Linked DNA regions of Pan troglodytes: region 1 is linked to region 2. The links are chromatin contacts, called in public capture Hi-C maps. All regions are on one chromosome and are shown on one strand. The core of a region is the stretch at or near the end of the contact, and the rest is flanking DNA. Distances in the headings are between cores, read along the strand shown.

Region 1 (2,700 bases), core at 26-2,525, 790 kb before region 2:
AGCTGGTATAACCCCTTCACTTTACAGTGAGAAAACTAAAGAGTTGAAAGGAAGGGTGACATTTAAGTAAGATTACAGAGCTAGTGATGGGGGAGCCTAAGCTATTTGCCTTTACATTTCATTTATTTATTTATTTTTAATCAATTAATTATTATTTTGAGACAGAGTCTTCCTCTGTTGCCCAGGCTGGAGTACAGAGGCATGATCTCAGCTCACCGCAGCCTCCACTTCCTGAGTTCAAGTGATTCTTGTGCCTTAGCCTCCCAAGTAGCTGGTATTACAGGTGTGTGCCACCATGCCTGGCTAATTATTATTATTATTATTATTATTATTATTTGTGAGACAGAGTCTCGCTCTGTACCCCAGGTTGGAGTGCAATGGTATGATCTGGGCTCACTACAACCTCCATCTCCTGGGTTCAAGCAATTCTCCCACCTCCGCCTCCCGAGTAGCTGGGATTACAGTCACCAGCTATCATGCCTGGCTAATTTTTGTATTTTTGTAGAGATGGGATTTCACCATGTTGGCCAGGCTGGTCTTGAACTCCTGACCTCAGGTGATCCGCCGCCTTGGGTTCCCAAAGTGCTGGAATTACAGGTATGAGTCACTGTGCCCGAACTGGCTTTACATTTTAACTCTCTATTGAGCACTGCTCTAATTTCTATTTAGTAGAACAGATGTTTGGTAAGTAGGAATAATTTCTTATAGACTTATCTAAACCACTAGGTGCTATTAGAAGATAACAGAAAATCACATAGAATGGGAAGGTACACATTGAAGGTCATCTAGAGCCTCTTTCTCCTTATAGTTTTGGAACAATCAGAGAGGGTTGCTAAAACGCCCAAGGTCACACAGCTAAGTTGGGGCAGAAGTGGGTCTCCCACCTCAGACTCAGCTTTATTCCAGTAGTTTCCCTTGCCTCATTATGAACTCTGAATCTTTGAAGTGCCTCTCCAATGTCTCCTTTACTATGCCTTGTGTCATACCCAGAGTATGGTTCTAGTTGAGCCTAAGCTGAGATTCACCCCTCCCACCCAAGTTGGAAGTTGGCCTGAGTTAACTTGCTTTCAGGGTGGTGAATTCTAAGAGAGCTGAAGCAGAGGCTAGTGAGAGAAAAAGGGAGGCAGAATGACAGCATTTTTTCAGCTAGTGAGAGAAAAAGGGAGGCAGGAAGACAGCATATTTTCCCAGGACAGTAAGGCTACAGGCAGCAGCTGACAGCGCTGTGTTCACAAGGGAACCTGTGAGATCGAGAGCACAAGTAATGCTGCTTGGGGCCCAGGCAGCCCTGAGTGGAAGAGGGGCTTCTTGTTTTTTTTGCAGTGAACACAGCACAACCCTGCTGAGGGCTGGAGGGAAGGAACTCGATGTCTTTCCACACCTTAAGGCTCTTGCATATTTCAGAATACCCAGAGTTAAAACTCCAGGCATGGTGTGCTCAGAGAAGGCCGTAGAAGCAGGTAACAGTGAGGGTCTACCTTTGACTTCAAAGGTGGTGGAAAGTAGCGAGTATCTTGCAGTCAAAGCAGCAGAGAAGGCTAAGTGTTTGAGACATGCCTGGGCTCCTGGGGAGAGTGTGCAGTAGGAGAAATGATTTCTGAGGTTCTGTTTATGCATATTATGCACATAGGGCAGGACGACAGTGTGATGGGTACCATCACTGTTCTTGTGGTCCCATTTGTACCTGGGACAAATTAGGTTCCATATGATGTGGCCAGCATAGAGAGTACAGTCTGGGCACTACTCGAAGTGTGGTCCTGGGACCAGCAGCATCAGCATCACCTGGGAGCTTGTTAGAAACGCAGAATTGCAGCCCCACACCAGAGCTACTGAGCCAGAGCTGCGCTGTATAACAAGATCCCCTGGTGATTTGTGATGACAGTAAGGTTTGAGAAGCTCTGGCCTCGGTATTAGGAGTAACAGCTCTAAAGCCAACTGTGGGTTCTAATCTAAGACCTGCCACATCTTTGTTGTGTGATATTGACCAAGTGATTTAACATTACCACACCTCAATTTGCTCATTTCTAAAATGAAGATAATAATGGTTTTTATTTATAGTGTTGTCGTGATGCTTAATTGAGATAACCTGTAAAGCACAGTAATTGAGGTACAATAAGCGCTTAGTAAATATTAGCTACTATCATCAATTATTACTTTCTGCAATCCAGGACTTCTTACCAAAGCATTTGTAGAAGAGGATTTTCTAGTTCCCTACTGTTGCCTTACCACTTCCCTTAGTAACTCAATGAGCTGTCCACCCCAACACAGTCTGCCAGTAATTATAATATTAAAAACAGCATAGCTGCTATTTATTGATATTCTTCAAATTATTAGAATCTGAAACTACAGATCAAACATCATCCCAGTTATCCTTACAATAACCAGATAGGCAGATGTTATTAACTATATTTAAAAGATGATGCCACTCTGGCTCCCGGATTCATCTATAATCCTGTAAACAGCGGAGCCACAGTGCTTCTCAGAGAAAGAGCTCAAGACCCTTGTATGGGTTGAATACCTCTTAAAATACTGGCCTGGAAGAAGAGTTTGAACTTCAGTTACACACAGAGGAAGAAACACACTTCTACCTCTGTTCTTTCCCTAACACCTACTAAAATGACAGAGAAATGATAAGAAAGCAGAAAACTACAAAGGAAAAAAGAACAAAAGAGAAGACAATAGCATTTTGGAACTATAAAG
Region 2 (2,700 bases), core at 71-2,570:
AACAGAAGGTATTTTTTTCTGTAGTGTGATCACAATGGAAACTTTATTGTCTTTTGCTCCCTTTTTCCTTGAGGATTTTTCCCTTGTCGTTTGGGGTATGTATCTCCTCTCTGAGATGCATCTCCTGGGGTGTGTCCTCGTCTGTCCCTAGGTACCCAGTGTGATGTGGGACATGAATGTCTGTGCTAACTTGTCTCATGTGCAACCCTTTCTTCTTCGATTGGGGTCGGGCAGGAGTAAAGGGAGTGATGGGCCAGTACAACACCCCTTCCAAGGGGGCCTGGGAGGAGGGTCTGTAGGACCTGAGGCTCCTTGGCAGGGCTCCTGCAGAAGAGTGGTGGATTTCTTCTCACCTTGTTCTCTGCCTCCAGAGGATCACAGATGGCTTCATCTTGCTCCAGGGAATTTCATGGTGTTGTTCAGCACCTTTTTTAAGCTGCCCCAAACTCCTGTTCAAGCTTTCTATTTTGATGCTAAATGAAACCTCCTACCACTTTTGCAAATCCTGTGTAGTTGTCGGTGCCACCCCCGTGCTGGGATAGAGAAAGTGTCTCCCAGGTCCTTTCCCCCAGACCAGTGACATAACATCCTGGGCTCAGAGTCCCATCCTCCCGGGAGGGAAAGCACCCAGGATGCCTGTGATTGGTTGGTCCCCCATGATGTTCCTGTTCATCTCCTCCTTTCTCCCAAAGCCAGATGTGAGAACGAGCACTGCACAGCAAGCCTTCAATGTGGGCACCATGTCCACAGAACGGAAGGCCACCCATGGCAAAGGGATGGCAGTGGTGGCGAGGGCACCAGCCTGCCTTCCGAGGCAAAGCCCTCTCTCTATGACTTTGAGTATCTTCCCTCCACCGCTCAGCCGCCACCACTGAGACGTAGGAATGTGGAGGGAGGTGCTTGGTGGCCTTTGATTCTGGAAAAATGCTTAACAAAAAAAGCCAGCCAAAGAGAGGAAGGCATAAGCTAAGCATCCTTCTAACCAGTTCCCAAAGTCCCATCTGCCTCCATGTACCAGCTGATCGCAGAGCTGGACTGGGGCAGGCTGGGCTTCCAGGAAATTCCTGAAGTTCTGAAACAGCTTCCCCTCTAGAGAAGCCCACCCAATGTGTTTTTTAGTGACAGGAAGAAAGGAGGGAAGAGCTGATGTGGTGTGGCCTGCCCATATCATACAACCCCACCAGGAGCAGGGCAGTTCCCAAGGCGGGTGCCCGTAGATCTGGGAGGCCAGGCTGGCGTGATTCTTGTGAAGAACTGTGCCTGTGTCGTCAGGGAGAGGCCTGAGCCCTCTCAGAAGCAGGAACAGCCCACACCTGAAGAGCACGCCCAAGCTGAGGCAGCAGCCAGCAGGCCGGGGGAGCAGTGAGGGCAGGGGGAGTCACAGCCAGAGCTGGGAGCCCCTTGTTCAAGGATTCCATTCCTGGCTCATCCGCCTAATTACCATTGTCATTACCACTCACAGGAGGCTCTGGGAGATGGGAGGGGAAGCCAAATGCTTCCTTTTAAGCTGGGCTTCTTAGAAAATGGAACTTTTATGGGTTACATTTACATTAAGTGTGGAAAATGAATTCTGAGTCTGAGCTATTCCCCATGGAAACCTTGTTGGACTGATAAGCTCATGGCACCTCTATAGCCTTACTCACATAGTCTTCAGAATATTACACAAGTTAATGAAACTGAGAAGGTCTGACTGCATGAGGATCGGAGCAGCATGTAGTCTGGGTTCTGCCTGGCAGAGGGAGGCAACCAAAACTTCTTGGGGAGAGGAGATTTCGCCTTAACGTCATCCCACTGGGATTAGAGGATGTGTTTCGCTAAGTGCTCTTCCTGTTTCCAAAAAAAAAGCCACCCTGCTGCAGCAGTGCGCCTTGGCCTGCTTGTCCACTGGTTGCCCATTGCCCCTGGATCCAGAGCTCTACTGAGTCAGATACAGTGCTCTGCAGGCCTGCTGTGGGAGGCATGAGCTGGAGATGGGGGCTCCCATCTGGCAGGATCATTCTTGGATGAGATGGAAAACAGTTTGGCCTGAAGAACACAAGTTTTGTCCTCCAGAAGGGACTTACGCCTCTCAAAATGTACTCTTCATACCAAGGGCCCTTGGGCAAAGTGCTCCTGCCCAGTTGATCAGTCCCATCCTGGCTGCCCGACATCAGTGAAGACCTGCTGGGGATGTCTGCTCAGAGGTCAGGAACGGCATGCGGTCCACGGGAACCAGCTCCCTATGCTTCCCCCACGCCCTGTCCCTCCTCCACAGCCCCCTCCCCAAAGGAATAGGGTGGACTTTTAGGGATCAAAAACAGAATTATTGGGTGTTTCATTTCTTTTTTTCTTTCTTTTTTTTTTTTTTTCATAGAGATGGGGTCTCACTATGTTGCCCAGGCTGTTCTCAAACTCCTGGCCTCAGGCGATCCACCTTGGCCTCCTGAAGTGCTGGGGTTACAGGTGTGAGCCACTGCGCCTGGACTGTTTGTTTCTTTAAAGGATCTTATATTTTTCCTGTGCTACATACCACCACAGCAGCCCAGCTTCTGTGGGGAGAGAAGTTGAAGGATCCTGAAGTTTAGAAAAAGGATCTCAGCTGTGGCACAGGCAGTGTTATGCACCTCACTGCCACATTGGTGCTGTTGTATTGAAGGTGGTGCTTCTGGCCTTGGCCCTTTTGAGTTGGTTTCCATTTGGGCTGCAGGTGACTCGGTGACT

What was found. Capture Hi-C pulls out chosen DNA fragments and counts their contacts.
Region 1: a capture Hi-C map of stem cell-derived neural stem cells shows a contact between it and region 2, with 6 times the contacts expected there. The contact joins two enhancer-like sites. A contact is called at or near these places in 1 of 1 datasets of contacts at active chromatin or transcription factors (stem cell-derived excitatory neurons) and 1 of 1 other capture datasets (stem cell-derived neural stem cells).

Annotation. Positions count from the first base shown.
Region 1 is chr9:81,473,601-81,476,300 of NHGRI_mPanTro3-v2.0_pri, reverse strand. All of the region lies in intron 9 of TENM4 (teneurin transmembrane protein 4), which reads left to right. Among named protein-coding and RNA genes, the nearest start is that of MIR708, 54 kb to the right of the region's middle. Within about 2 kb of position 1,275, at least 1 of the 24 cell types and tissues checked has an H3K27ac peak or open chromatin away from gene starts, as enhancers often do. A contact at or near this core is called in stem cell-derived neural stem cells, where this site is marked.
Region 2 is chr9:80,679,836-80,682,535 of NHGRI_mPanTro3-v2.0_pri, reverse strand. It overlaps TENM4 (teneurin transmembrane protein 4), which reads left to right. Exons shown (of 42, transcript XM_063784373.1): 42 at 1-2,700. Among named protein-coding and RNA genes, the nearest start is that of NARS2, 81 kb to the right of the region's middle. Within about 2 kb of position 1,320, at least 2 of the 24 cell types and tissues checked have an H3K27ac peak or open chromatin away from gene starts, as enhancers often do. A contact at or near this core is called in stem cell-derived neural stem cells, where this site is marked.